Linked DNA regions of Gossypium hirsutum: region 2 is linked to region 1. The links are chromatin contacts, called in public Hi-C maps. All regions are on one chromosome and are shown on one strand. Each heading gives the region's core, a stretch centred on a gene start, on an enhancer-like site or on the middle of the called end of the contact. The rest is flanking DNA. Distances are from core to core; before and after follow the strand shown.

Region 1 (7,883 bases), core at 2,989-5,488:
TAACAATTTCATGTTTCTGTTGGCTTTTGACCCTTCCATTTCCACAGGGGTCGTCAATTTCATGATTATCTACACGAGTGCTTTTAGAGTGATCTACACTGACAACATCTTCAATAAGCCTTCCGTCATATTGTGGTTTAATTGTATCTCGATTAGATCCCAAATCTGATCCATTCAATTGCACAGCAGAGTTTGAATCTAGCATCACAGTCTTCCTTGTGGATTTAGATGAGGCACTCACCTCACTCACGTTATGAACTAGGACTGTTGGATCCCGGTGATCAACATCATCCTCTCCTTCCAATTCTGGAGGGGCCACTACAGTAGAACTTTTCTTCTTAGTTCTTTTCCTTGGTCTGTTGTCCGTTTTTTCTGCACTTGCTGGACCATTTTCGCATTGCTTCAAGGACTCCAGCACATCCTGAATCACATCGTCAGCTTTCACATCAGTAACTGAAGGCGAACAGTCTAATTTTTTCATTTTTGATTCCTCTTTTCCATCAGTTTTGCTGCCTTGCTCAGCATTATCACTCAAATGGTCACCATTCACAAAGGTAGGACGCTCGACAGGAGATAAATCACTTGCAGGACCTCTATTATGTACTACATCTACTGCTTCTGTCCCTCCAACAGGATCCTTACTCTTCTTGTACTTCCTTACTTTCTTGGAAGACTTCTTAGGTTCCACGATTTTCTCTTCCAGGGTACCACTTTGATTTCCATGCCTTGATACCCCAAATTCTTTCCGGAAATCAATTCCTTCTTGTGAAACAGGTGCAGGATGGCCATCCACAAGGCTGGAAATCTGATCATATGAATCTCTAGCCTTTATCGCTGATGCAACATCCGGTTGGGCTGCTTCATTTTTGCTTTTCAAGTTGCCATCATTGGTATCATCCATATCATTGTAACCTGCTAAAGTCGGTATTAATACTAGAAAAGGTTATTTCTTGTGTATTATTTCTATTAATCCTATGGTTGAAATGGAAAAGATTTTTTTTTGGGGACAGGGGGGACCCCGGGGGGGGGGGCTGTAAATAAATTGCATATAAGTGGGAACTTACCCCCCGAGTGGGGCACTTGATTTGTTTCACTAACTTCCTGCATTTTCATTGATGAGATCAGACCAGGTTCAGATATTTCTCCACCTGCAGAACGTTTTCCAAGAAAAGAAACTGGATCACCTTTACTGCCCAAATCTTTGTCTTCAATGGCTTCTACAGCCTGAAAAGTTTCCACATGAACATCTTTTGCAGCAGAGACTTCACTACCTACTTGACTAGGATTTGATTTTTGCCTTTTCCTGTTCTTCTCACCGCTTGCATTGGCGGTCGACAAATGGTTTTGTTTTACCGATTTAGCATTCAAGGGGTCTACGAAAGCCCTCGTATTTTCCAATTTCTGACCTAAAGTACAGTCAGAGGTTGCAGTATTGAGATCAGTAGCTTGTTCTCCATTTTCTATTAAAGAATTGTCATTAACATCTTTCTTCTCGGCTTTGCGCTTTTTCTTTGATACAGGCCAAGATTGAAAGGAATCTTCTTTTGACTCATGTTCCCGGTTCTTGTGAGCAACATCTTTATGTTTATTAGTTTCCAATTCAGAATGTTCTCCTGGAACGTTTATTCCCCCATCAGCCATCTTTTTCCTAGCAGTTGACCTTTTATTTCTGTCAGAAGACAAACTCCGAGAGGTTTCATCCACATGAATTTGGCTTCCCAGATTTGCATCATTCAAAGCCAAACTTGGTCCATTATGAATCAAATTTTCCTCAAGTACACAGCCTGAATCCAACGCATCTTTCCCAGATTCAACAACTAAAGCACCATTTTCTTTAGAATCATGGTGAATGGCATATTTGTTTCTCTGGGGCACTTGATTTGTTTCACTAACTTCCTGCATTTTCATTGAAGAGATCAGACCAGGTTCAGATATTTCTCCACCTGCAGAACATTTTCCAAGAAAAGAAACTGGATCACCTTTACTGCCCAAATCTTTGTCTTTATTGGCTTCTACAGCCTGAAAAGTTTCCGCATGAACATCTTTTGCAGAAGAGACATCACTACCAACTTGACTAGGATTTGATTTTTGCCTTTTCCTGTTCTTCTTCCCACCGCTTGCATTGGCCGTCGACAAATGGTTTTGTTTTACAGATTCAGTATTCAAGGGGTCTACGACAGCCCTCGTATTTTCCAGTTTCTGACCTAAAGTGCAGTCAGAGGTTGCAGTATTGAGATCAGTAACTTGTTCTCCATTTTCTATTAAAGAATTGTCATTAACATCTTTCTTCTCGGCTTTGCGCTTTTTCTTCGATGCAGGCCGAGATTGAAAGGAATCTTCTTTTGACTCATGTTCCTGGTCCTTGTGAGCAACATCTTTATGTTTATCAGTTTCCAATTCAGAATGTTCTCCTGGAACGTTTATTCCCTCAACAGCCATCCTTTTCCTAGCAGTTGACCTCTTATTTCTGTCAGAAGACAAACTCCGAGAGGTTTCATCCACATGAATTTGGTTTCCCAGATTTGCGTCATTCAAAGCCAAACTTGGTCCATTATGAATCAAATTTTCCTCAAGTACACAGCCCGAATCCAAAGCATCTTTCCCAGATTCAACAACTAAAGCACCATTTACTTTAGAATCATGGTGGATGGCATATTTGTTTCTCTTTTTAGTTTTCTGCTTTTCCTTTAAAACAGATGTAGCCACAGAAGCTTCTAGATCTTCAAATATTTTGTCATCTCCAACATCTTTCGACTGTAACTTCGGCCTTGACCCCGTGTTGGTAGCAGGGAACGAAACCTGATTATTACTATCAGCTGTATGTTCAGCTTCCTTACACAAATTTTCTGAGTTTTCTTTGGTGGAATTACTAAAACCAAACTGTTGAGATGCAGAATTCTGTTTTGCATGACAGTCATCTCTGTCTTGTGGCAAAGGTGCATCATTGACATTGGACAATCTTTTGGCTGTATCAACAGGTAGAAGATCAACAACATCAACCGAATAATTATTAATTCCGGTACCGAAGCAGGATACAATGTTGCCAGCATCAGGTTCAATGGAATTATGATTTTCCCTATGCTCTTTAGCACTCGAGGCATCAACCAAAAGAAACCAACTCCTGCTCACTCCACCAAAAGCACTTTTCACAAACATGGAATCAGAAAGGTGATAAAGAAATCCTTTGCGCTTTACCTATTCATGTTAACAAAGCCATGTCAATGTAAACTTTAAATCAACAATAAGACATCCTTAACAAGTAGCATCATAACAGTACAAGATACAGCAACAACCTTTAACGCATTAATCTTTATCTCCCCAATGTTGGGAAAGCACAACGGGTGTTCATACAGTATCTTTTCTGCAAATCAGCAGCACATAGATATTACTAACTAAAACAGAACTTTACATCACTTGATCTTAAAGATGAAGTTGATACGCCAGTTACTAAAAGTTGATAAACTAAATTAAGATCAAAATATGTTAGACGACTAGAACCAGTGACTATTTTTGAGAATGATAAAGCACAAGGAGAAATAATACATAACTTCCATAACATAACTATATCTACATTCTACATATCAAAACAATGCACCATTTCTTCCTGTTCAAGCATTCTAGAGGAATTCTCAATGGCTACAACAACTTCAGCACTTCAATTCACCCAATTTTAGGTTAATTACAGGGGAAATTTTAGATTTCCTATTCAAGTTCTGATCCTTGAGGTCTCAAATGGATGAACACTCTGAACTGGTATTGAAAAATAAACAAAGTCTAACCCATAACGTTGCTTTAGTACTTTAAAGAAGATAAATTTGTATCCTCCAAAAGCAAAGAATGAAAATTTACTTAAAAAGACAAATGGTAAACCAAAACACCAAGAAATCAAAGATGAGAGGGGAAAGGGAGAAAGTCATACTTTTAAGATCGGAAACGGTTTCGGAGTCGGAGACGATCATGGCGAGGTGAGTATCAAGGTTGGTATCAATGAAAATACTGTGGTAGACATCGGAACAACCGCAACCGGAGGTGGAATCCGGCTTTTCCATTTCCTTTTTCAAAGGAAGACGGCGACCTAGAACCGGGGAAAAAAGGGTTTCGAGTTTTAAGTAGAAAAGGAAAAGGAAAAGGAAGTAGAGTTTTGCGGAATGAGGGGGGTTTTGTTAGTGTGGAAGACGAACAGACTTTGGCCTAAATGGCGGCATGCGAAACAAACTAACTAGAACATGTTGAAGCCTGTCTTGTCCTTTAAAACTGAAGTAGTGAGAATGGGCCTGTTTTTATATTTGAGTTCCAGATTAGTAAACTTAACCCATATAAATAGGAACTGGGTTAGGCTTCACCTAATCTCCATTTTTTTATGATTATTGGATATATCATAGTGAGAATTTTTTTTTTATTTTTTTTACACTTGAATACCTTGTCGTGTTATTTAATAAATATAATGTATTTTTAATTTTAAATTGATTATATTTTTAATCATTTACCTTAAATATATTTCAATACCAATTATATTAAAGATAATAAAAATACTAATTTTCATATTTTGTTTTTAATTATAAAAATTCACCTTCCCCATTTTTCTAAATACTTGGGTAAATATAATCTTATATAAATAACAAAAGTCAAAGTTTCTCACTGAAAAAGTAATATTCTCTTGACCTTTTTTGAAGAATTATTTGATTGTTTTTAAAAAAAATTATTAATTGCGTAAAAATTTAAATCTTCCTAAAATCGTGAGAAATTACTTTTACCTTTTTTTTTATTTCTTATATAACCGAAGCTGACAAAAATCCGATATGGATAGTCTACACTTTCGACATCTGTATAACTTTATATAAATAACATGTGTTTTCTATTTAATATTTTTAATTTTATGAAAATTAGTTTAAAAATCTTATTCATTTACTTTAATAATTTATATTTTACTTTATTACAGTATGTTACATAAAAAATTAATTTAAATAATTCTTTCCTATAATAATTTTATGGGTTAACTACATAAGTAGTCACTTTATTCAATTTTTTTTTCTTTTTGCCACTGAATTATAAAAATTTACGTTTTGGTTACTATTATTATCAAGTTATAAAGTTTTGGTCACTCGTTCGTTAGTGAGGGTTACATCCTTAACGAAAAAGTTACATGGCATATTAATCTAAAGGTTAATATCTAATTTAACCCTTAAACTATAGCTAAAACATTTAATTTAGTCCTTTTACAACTTTTTTTTTAATGATGATTCTAAAAATTTATCAAAAATATCTTTAAAAAATTCTGAAATTTCATTATTTATTTTTTGAAATTAAAAATATGTTTTTTAAAACTTATAATAAAGTAAAAAATCTTAAAAATAATCAAAATATCCTTTAAAATATCATAAATTCCAAATTTTATTTAAAAATTAAAAATATCAAAAAAATATTTAAAAATTCTAAAAATTCATTTTTTTAAAAATATTTTTAAAATATAATTATGTAAAAAAATTAAAATTAATAAAATATATAACTAGAAAACGAACTTCTTCATCATTATCATCAAGAGTTCCTTTTGGAAGCTGGCTTTCAATGGAATTTAGTCTTGGTTCAGATTTAGGTGGAAGAGATAGTGGCGGTGCTGGTTCATCGGCAGGAGGTGGCTCCGCTACGGTTAGTTGATATGGAAGGGATGTTGTCGAGTATCTGACAGTAGCAGATATGGCTGATGTAATGTTTAATTCAGGTAGCAGCAGCAATAGCATGTAATTTGTTTTTCCATGTGCGGAAGACAAATGGGAGGCTGCAGGTGGCGGTGTGAGGCAGCGCGGAGGAGATGAAATATTTGCTAAAGCTTAGAAATGTGATTCATGATGGGGTCTATCTCTTTCATGCGCATATCACGATGACTATGCTGAAGTTTGATGTTTTTACAATAATTTACCTCACATATACATTACACACTCATCCAATTTGTTGTTTATCTAACAACTTTTGTTTGGTTTTTTGTAACATTATTGGGTTTGGATTATGGAAACAAAAACTTACTCCACTACTTAATAATTTGTTGTTGTTTCCGTCAATTTTTTTACATGATTACAATTTTAATTTTTTTATATAATTTCTAAGAAATAAATAATGAAATTTTTAAAGGATTTTATGATTTTTTACATAATTCTAATTTTAAAAAATATTTTTATAGTTTTAAAAATAAATATTTTTCTTAATTTTTAAAGAACTTTTTATATTTTTAGGATTTCCCAATAATTGTTTTAGAATTATGAGTAAAAAAATTGTAAAAGGACCAAGTTGAATGTTTTGCTATAGTTCAAGGGTCAAGTTAGATATTAACCCTTGAGTTAAAGTGCCACAATCACTTTTTCCTCATGGATTTAATGGCAGGATGAGAGACCAAAACATTATAACTCGATAATATTAATGACCAAAACATAACTTTTCATAGTTTAATGGCAAAAAAAAAAAGAGAAAATTCACCAAAGATTTGTGACTATAGTTTACCTTTTCTAATTTTATTTAATAAAATCTCTAAATTCTAAATAATTATTAAGCCTAAATTACTCTCAATTTAAAATGTATACAGTCAATTCTCTCCATAACAGTCAAGTTTGTTGTAGAACCAATTTTTTTTATGTTATATTCTTACCTTCTATAACAACTTTTCATCTATAACACAACACAGTAAAATATGAAGTACACTATTTTTTCTAAATTAGTTCTTTAATAATAACTTTTTTCTCAAATTTTAGTAAATTAATTCTATTCCTAAAGGAAATAAAAATAATAAATTTTAGTTAAGATATTATTTCAATAAAATATTTAAGTTTTATATAAAAATATACTAACAATATTTTGAGCTTGCACAATATACTTATAGCCATATACCATAGCTGTAGTTGAGATGTTTGAGTCTGCAACTAACCTATTGGTCTTACCTCTCACGACAGATAGCGAAGCAAAACAGTGACGCTTAGATGTTCGATTTCATCGAAAGCAAGGTTTTATCTGTGCAAGTGAGCTTGCTTTCATTCTTAGTGTATATATATATATATAAAGAAGAAGAAATCTTTCAACAATCACACTTTCTGATTATCTGAAGTTTTCAGGTTGAAGGCATTAAGAAGATATCAAAATATGTTGGAGATTGGGATTGGTTTTTACTGCTAAACGAAATTGGGATTGGTTTTGATTGAGATGTCATCAAGTTTGGTAGGCATGTATTTGTGATTGGCCTTTCGTATTTATGTTAGCAACAGTCAAAATTGTTATACTTGAACCTTTTATGTTGCATAACAAATTTGATGTGAGATAATGTACAAATTTATAAATTATAAGATAATTTTTTTCTTCATTTACTAGTGTTTTTAATTATTTTTATTATTTAATGTTTTTTAAATTATTAATATTATAATAAAATTTAATTATGAAAATTCTCTAAATAATTATTTAAAGAATATAAAAATCATAAATTCTTTTTACTTATGGTAACCATTCATAACTACCGCCAGCATAGAGCAATGAGTAAATAATTATAAAGAGTGACTTTACTGAGGAATTTAACCCTATATTGACAGCAATAAAAAATTAAAAAAAAACTTTCTTTATCTATGGAAATCTATTTTAATCCATCACTGAAATTATGGTGGAATGACATTCAAAAGATGTTTTACTGACGGACAAACAATCATTATAATACAAAAGGTATAGGTCATTTCGTTGTGTATCTCTGTTGACCATCAGTGTAGGTCATTTGAACTTATAGCGACAGATTTTTATACTTATATTGACGAATTTTTTGCCCATCTGTTTATGGCAGTTTTGTTGTAGTCATCAGCACTTCAAGAAATTGACTTTCATGGAATACAGCTCTTTAAGGTGACAACTTTGAAGTT
Region 2 (7,883 bases), core at 2,403-4,902, 160 kb before region 1:
AAAAGCATTGATGAAAGTTTGGAGAGATTGCAACCTGAATATGTGGGAATTTTTTTTGTAAAATTTTATTATAATATAATTTTAGATTTTTTTATGTATTTTGTATGATTTTTTAAAATTTTAATTAAAAAGTTTTATAATTTTATTAGAATCAAGGACTAAATTAAAATAATTTATAAATGTTAAAGGTGAATTTCTTTATAAACTAAATTAATAAAATGTATAACCATGGGAGATCAAATATATTACTATCCAAAATTTAAAATCACAACATCATCAATCCATCGTAGACTTAAAAACACTTAACAAAAGAAATAAAAATAATAATAAATTTTATTAGTTGAGTGAAAAAAAATTTGCCGTAATGGATAGTGTAATTTACCTATACATTTTTCTGAAGTTATGAAAATATAAAAAATATATATAAATACTTTAAAAATAATATTCATGGTTTTTATATAGAACTTTATTAGTTAGTTAGTAGTAGTACCAGCAAATTTAGATTAATGTTTCCATAAAATATATAATAATAAAAAAGTGACAATTCCCAACAGTGTCAGTTTAGCATTCCAATGTCGGTTAAGAGATAAATGATTATTATTATTATTATTATTATTATTATTATTATTATTTGTTCAACAGAGATAACTGATTGATGAGGACAACATATGGATAATCAGATCAACAACATGGTTATAACTTATGTACTACGGTTGGTAGTTTCAATTTTATATCCAAGAAAAAAAGATTTCATTAATTTAATAATAAATGATTTAATGCATTTTTTTAAATATCATAATAAAAAGTACTTAACCTTTAAAGTTGCAAAATGTTACATCAAAAAAGGGGAAAAATTTTTGGCAAAATGACATGTGCGTTCTGAATATATAATTAATTAACCCTCAAATTCTATATACAGCTAATTTTATTTTATGAAAAAGAAAATAGTTTGCTAAATTTATTAGAAACATTAAAATGAATGAAATGAAATGTGAACATTTGAAGCAAACACATGGAATATGGAGTGGGGACTTGCAATGTGAAAATAATGCAGATTTGAGATCCTATTGTTTATAATAATTTATTGGATTCAGGTATTGTTTTGTTTTTCTCTGAGAAAATAAGTTGATAGAGCGAAAACGTAAACATTACACATGGTTGAGATACAAAACCTAACGTGTTGGAGATCCAATCCTCAACATATTCAAGTTTTTTTTTTTAAATCATTTTAATGGTGCCAAGACCAAACTTTTTAATCTTAAATCTATAGGTGGGTATTTAGAGATTGAAGATAGAAATGGGCACATGCATGAGACCGTACCGACCGTTTAACTGATGGTAGGGAAGCACGTTCTCCCATGTGAACCTTGTTCCCCCGCATTCTCCACCTCTGAAACCCAACCCCATTCCCATTTTCACAGGGTTTCTTAAATCCCATCGGTGTATGCGGTGCAACTCTCTTAACTTTGTAGACTGACAAAAAGGGCAATGTTGTCGAATACAATTCACCACTACTTTAATCCCACTCCACATGTCTTTGGTTAATGCTGATGATCCCACCATCTTTTTGCATTTTCATTATAACTATACATTTATGTTTTCATTTATTATTTAATCATCATTTTTTCTCTGATTTAGTAATAAAAGCAAAAGTCTATAGTCTTTATACGCATGATATACATATATGAGTAGGGTAGTTTTATGGATGAAATTAATAAATTGGGTCAAAACATCACATGGGATGAACAACATGCCATGTGCCTTCCCAATACATGAAAATGACACCTTTATTTCCCTGTTTGCTTATAAATTGGCACAGGCTGAATCCAGATCCATTTCCCATTTCCCATTTCGACTACCTAAATGTAAAAAATATTAAAATGCCAAATCTGGATTGAATCTAATAATTGCTTAATGTCATTTCATTTTCCCCTCACAACAGAATTAAGTATAAAAATTCTGTTTTGATGAAAACTAACAGCGCCGTCACTTTATTAAGTGAATGCCACAATCATATTCCATATAATTGTCACACCTTTACACACACACCCCAAAAAAATGCAAAAAAAAAATTGGATTTAAATTGTGAGGGTGAAATGTTATTTAGGGCTATTCATGTAAATATATATATTAACTACAAATGAGACCTTAGATTTAATGATTATATTTCACATCTAATAATAAATTTAATTTTTATACCTTTTAATTTCTATTTACAAAAAATATTTGTGGATTCTTAATCCAATTAAAAAAATAGCCCATAAACGCCAACAACTTGGATATAAGATTTATTTATTCAAATCCTTAATTTCACTTTTCATTTCTCTTTTTTATAATAGGATAATGTATTTTAATTCAACTTAATTAAATTTTGGTATAATGATTTATTTGGTTTCTAATTTTATAGAAAAAATTATTTTAGCCATTCATTTAATATTTTTTTTATCTTTTTTAGCTTTTGAACTTACATTTTTTTTATCAAATCACTCCAAAATAGATGAAAATTTTAACGTTTTTTAACTTTGCTGATGTGGTATACATGTGGATGACATATTAGCATCTAATTAATTTTTTAAAATTTTAAAAATTAAAAATCATTAATTAAATTTTAGTGCCGACATATCATTTACATAACAATCCACATGTATATTATGCGTGAAATTTTCCTTGTGCGGAAAAACAAAATTAAAAGACAAATTAAGGAGCCTATCAAACTTGGGTGATACGAAAAGAAAACTCCAAAAATGATTCTTATTATGCTAAACATCAATATACTAATAGATTGATTGTTTGACAAGAATCCAAAAAAGTACGTAATTACTGCAAGGAACAAATAACACATCTTGTTTGTCAACTTTATTCCCTTCTTTTTTTTAATATAAAATAGGGTTGCTAAATATTTGATTTTCTAAACTTTAATTATATAACTCCTAACATTCCCTTGAATAATTTAGAGAGGAAGAAGAAGTCAACCAATTCCTAATGATTGGCTCAATTGGTAGTTTATGGAACTAATTGTTTGGCTGTACCAAAGATCCTTATATTTTAGTGTGATGCCTAATTGCATTTCTCTAACTTGCATCATCATTTTATGGACTTAAACAATCTCACATGAATAAAGTTGGATATGGACAGTCCTGTAGAATTAACGGACGGCCAAGGAGCCCACAACTGATAAAAGCATTTTGGCTATCATGTTAGTATTGCGTGGGTTCTTGGATTCAAAAAAATACTAGATTTAGGGATTTGAAAAAAGTGGTGCTTGAGACATATAGTAAGGAAGCAATGTGAATCTTTTATGATCCGTTTCATCAAAGAGATTCTCCAACGAGATTGCACTATTCACTTACTACATATTTTTAGAGAAGGCAATAAGGTAACGGATGGTTTGGCAAAATTGACATTCTCAAGACCTTTGGACAATGTTTCATTCATGTAGCCCTGGATGAAATCCTTGAATCTCTACACGATTTTTCTGATGTAATGTGATCTCATTTTATATATAAAAAAATTAGGGAAGTTAAAAATAATAATTAATTACACTGAAAAGTTAAAGTGATTTTTTACATATTTTCAGTTCTAAACTATTCTAATTTAAGCTCACAAATTTAAAGCCCACAAGTGGCCCAGATAGCCAAGGTTGGGGAAGGCCTTGCATTTTCTACAGGGTATCACTATTTTCTTGTTCTATTAAAATTTCAACTTCTTTCGTCCCTATTTATTGTGCACCGTTTTTTTTTTTTTTTTTGTTTTGGTAGGAAAATAAGAGGGTGTTTTTGAAGGAATTGAATTTGTTACAATGGGATTTTAATGTTTAGTGACTTACTTTCTTCTACAAATAGTGAAATTGATTCTCTTAAAAAATACATATATAATGGAAAGCAAATAAAAAAGGAAAACATGGTTATTGGTGTCTATCCCTACAATTCATTGTTGCAAAGTAATTCTTTTTTACTTTTATTCTGAATTGTAAATTTTACTCTCTTTTAAATATGTGAAATGTTTCTTTGAAATATTGAATCCTTTTGTCTTTTTATTTGAAAATCTCAGTCCCTTATCAAAAATATAAAATACTTTTTTAGCCATCAATATTTATAATTTTTATCAATTTAGTCCTTACACTTTAAAGTAAATAAAAAATAAAAAATTAAATTTTATCATGTGTTAAATAAAATCATAACAAATTTAAAAATATATACTTAAAAATCTAAAATTATGAAAAATAAAAATTATTTAAATAAAAATTAATATAAAAAAATTCCAAAATTCAATGTTGTCTAAACCAGATTGGATCGAAAATCAACTGGGGTATCGATCCAATGAGAAGTAAAAACTTGGTTGACCTGTAAACCGGTACGAGCTGGTTGAATAGAGCTAAAAAACCGGTTGAAACCTATTTTTATAATTTTGTATATTTTTATTTTTTAATAATTTATTTGTTTTGAACCGATTGGACCATTCGAATGGGAACTAATTGGTTTGACTAGTTCAACCATCAATCCAGTTCTAGACACATTGCCAAAATTTCAAAAAAAAAAGTTTTTTTAGTCTAATTTAACCCGTTCGTACCAATTCATTGATCAAATGGTTTTTTTACCTCCCACCGGATCAATAACCTAGCCTTTTTTCGATCTAACCAATTCGACTAACTAGTCTAGTTTAGATAACATTGCATTTTGAAAATTTTATATATTTTAAATGACTTATTTTTTTCATAATTTTAATTTTTTTTAAATATATTTTTTAATTTTTTATGTTTTAATTTAAAATATGAAAAAGTAATTTTTAAACTTATTTATCTATTTTTAAAGGGTAAGAACCAAATATAAAAAAATGTAAATATTGAGAGTTAAAAATATATTTTACTTTTTTTTATAACAACCACTAACGTACACAAAAGAACTAAAATTTTCAAATTAGAAAAAAATATAATCACTCAATGTCTCAAACTAAAACTTCAAAAGAATACAAAAACTTGAAACCTTCTTTTTTTCTTTTAAGGTTATACATGCGTGGTACTAAGTATCTATATTTCTTTTGTCATAAATATTTTTTAAAATATACTTTTTAATCAATCAATTTTTAGTATAATGTAATGAAAAAAATTAAAAATTGTACATCTTCACAATCTTGTAAGCTGTTTTTTAATTTAATATATTCATGAAACAAATATGATCGAAATGTGAAAATCATAGCGTGGTTATGAATAATAAAAACCATTGAAAAATATTATTATTAAATATTTAATTTAAATATTTCCTATCGAATCTATAGTATTTGTATCTACATTTATGTTTTTCTAAATAAGAATCCTATTTTTTTTATATAAATTTCATCTCATGGTGGTGGTAATTTATGAATTTTTTTTTTCAAAATTCTATATATATTTTTAAAAAAAACTTATATTCATGAAGAAATTTTTTAGAAAAATTTTCTAAATATCCAATGTCACATAATTTAATTTTTGACAACACATAACTAGATTGACTATCTTGATCTTATTTAGCAGTATATTTTTAGAATATAGGTTAATCCTTTTAATACATCTTTGAGAGTTTGAATATGATTGATTAACTGCCCCTTTTGTTCACTTCCTTTTTCTGATTCTTCCCATCTTCTTAGAAATTGTAAAAATCTCCTTGAAATGTTCCAACAAAATAATTTACCAATTATTGTTGTTTACAACTATAGTCATAGACTGTGCCCAATCATCTATGGTTTTTTATAGTCAACTATTGGAATATTTGTAAGATCTAAATGTATTCCTCCTTGAGCAACATTCTTTTGTTTAGATCGTCTATCCTATGTGGAGCTGTTTGAGTAGACGACTCTCCTAAATTTTTCAGATTTTATTTCATTAGTAGCAATATTTTTAATTTGATTACCAAACATTCTAGTTGTATTTTCAACTTGTTCACAATTTCTATTAAAGAATCTTAACTAATCATCTTTTAAAAGATCCGAATCTAATTTTCTTTTTCCATTAGGATCTTGATCTGTTTGATCAATTTCCATTGGTTTAGGTACATCTATATTTTTCATCTTCATTTATTGAAGCATTTTCTCCATCAGATTTATAACTTGTAACTTTTATATCTTTTGGGTTTATAGAATTATTAGAACTACTATTACTATCTGTAAAATCATAGTTTAGCATATAATGATAATTAAATAAAACAAATAATTCTTTATGTTTTTCATAAAGTTATTCTATAAGTTTTAAATATTCTATTCTTTCATTTTTATCAGATGTCTTAGTAATTTTTTTCTTCCAATGTTCTATAAGTTCTTTATAGGATTGAAAGTCATATTTTTTGTTGATATGTAAAATTTCTTTGTTTTTCAGATTTTTTATGCTTTTTATCTTTTGTAGATGATTCTTCAGAGTAAGTGTCTTCTTCTTCTGACAAAACTAATATTATATTACTATTACCATAATATAAATGGCCTAAGTCTATTTCTTGTTCTATATTTTTTATTAATAAGAACTTGTTCTAGTTTATTATTAACTTCATATAAGATATTTTTAGACTCGTTATTCAGATCTAATTCAGTTACTTTTCCTAAATTATTTATTTGTTATTCTATTTTATTAACTTTATTATATAACTTATGAAAATATATAGAAGTAATATATGTAACGTCACGCCCAACATAGTCTTAGATGATAGTTTGTGTAGGCGGATAGTTGGATAATATTAAGCTAAGGAAAGGCTGATTGGTGTTCTATTCGCTAGTGTTAATTTTTTTTTGTAATGCTTGTTGTGCCATGAGTGGCAGACTGTTTGATTAATCTGGTAAGGCTGTAATGATTTTGATTGAAGGGTTCACCTTTTGGCGAAGTGTTAGGTTTCTAGTTTTATGTTTTGGCGATGTGTGATAGATCCTTCTGTTAGTATACGCCAGTAGTGGATTATGGGATTATGGACCCGATTGCTTTCTACTTGAACACGTATGTTTACTGTTTAGTTTTAGTCAAGTCCTTATTAAAATCCAGTTAGGAATTAACTAAAGTTTAATGATTATTTCATTTTGTGATAAACCTAGAATGATTATGTTGGCCACAATAGAGTATGAGTTAGCTTTGCATGTTAGCCATGTGGTAGTTTTGAGAGAAAGAGTTGTAAGCTATAAATTTTTGTTTGAGGGTTTCTTCTTTCCTTTTCTCTTACTCTATTATACTATAATATCCTATTTAGGAAGAGTTATTTGTTGGAGAGGAATTAGCAAGTGATCAAATAGTAAGAAAGGATTGTGCGTGTAGTGAAAGGGATGGTGTAGCAAACTTCATTGAGATCATCGGTGAGTATCTAGTTTGTACTATGATTCTCTGTGTATCCCTTTATCTTGAGTATATCACTATGGTTTGATTGTTATAGCTTAGAGTTTAGGTGAGATGTCTTCATAAAATGTGGTAAGTTTTTGCATGTAATCATCTGCATGTGCTTGTTTGTAATATGAGACAAATATGACTTCTTTGGGATATAAACTCGGTATCTAGAGATGAAGAGTCACCGGTAAGGCATGTTAGTTGCAAACTAGAATGGTAGATGTGATGGGCCACTGGTAAGGCATGTTAGTTGCTAACCAGATTGGCATGTCTATTGGGCCACTAGTAGGATATGTTAGTTGTTAACTAGGTTGATAGCCACTAGTAGGGTATGTTAGTTACTAATGAGTTGGCGTGAGTGCTAGGTTTGGTAGGACATGATAGTTTCTAACCAGCTTAGTGATATGGGTGCTACTTACAATAAGACATGTTAGTTGTAAATCATGGAAAAGAGCCTTGAACTCATATGAACACACATGTGTTTAGAATGTTAAAAGATGTGATATATGTTCTGATATGTGATTGGGGGATCCGAGGTTTAACTTAAGGAAGA

The links. A called contact is a pair of places that touch in the nucleus more often than the background predicts.
Region 2: a contact with region 1 is called in a Hi-C map of leaf, with 3 times the contacts expected there. The contact joins the enhancer-like site here to the promoter of LOC107909731 in region 1. A contact is called at or near these places in 2 of 34 Hi-C or Micro-C datasets (both in leaf).

Annotation. Positions count from the first base shown.
Region 1 is chrD02:58,443,082-58,450,964 of Gossypium_hirsutum_v2.1, reverse strand. LOC107909731 reads right to left here and starts at 4,238. Exons shown (of 6, transcript XM_041088891.1): 1 at 3,920-4,238; 2 at 3,294-3,361; 3 at 1,065-3,195; 4 at 1-912. The coding sequence starts at 4,049.
Region 2 is chrD02:58,605,945-58,613,827 of Gossypium_hirsutum_v2.1, reverse strand. No RefSeq gene overlaps it. Among protein-coding and RNA genes, the nearest start is that of LOC107909734, 31 kb to the right of the region's middle. Within about 2 kb of position 3,652, at least 3 of the 9 cell types and tissues checked have an H3K27ac peak or open chromatin away from gene starts, as enhancers often do. A contact at or near this core is called in leaf, where this site is marked.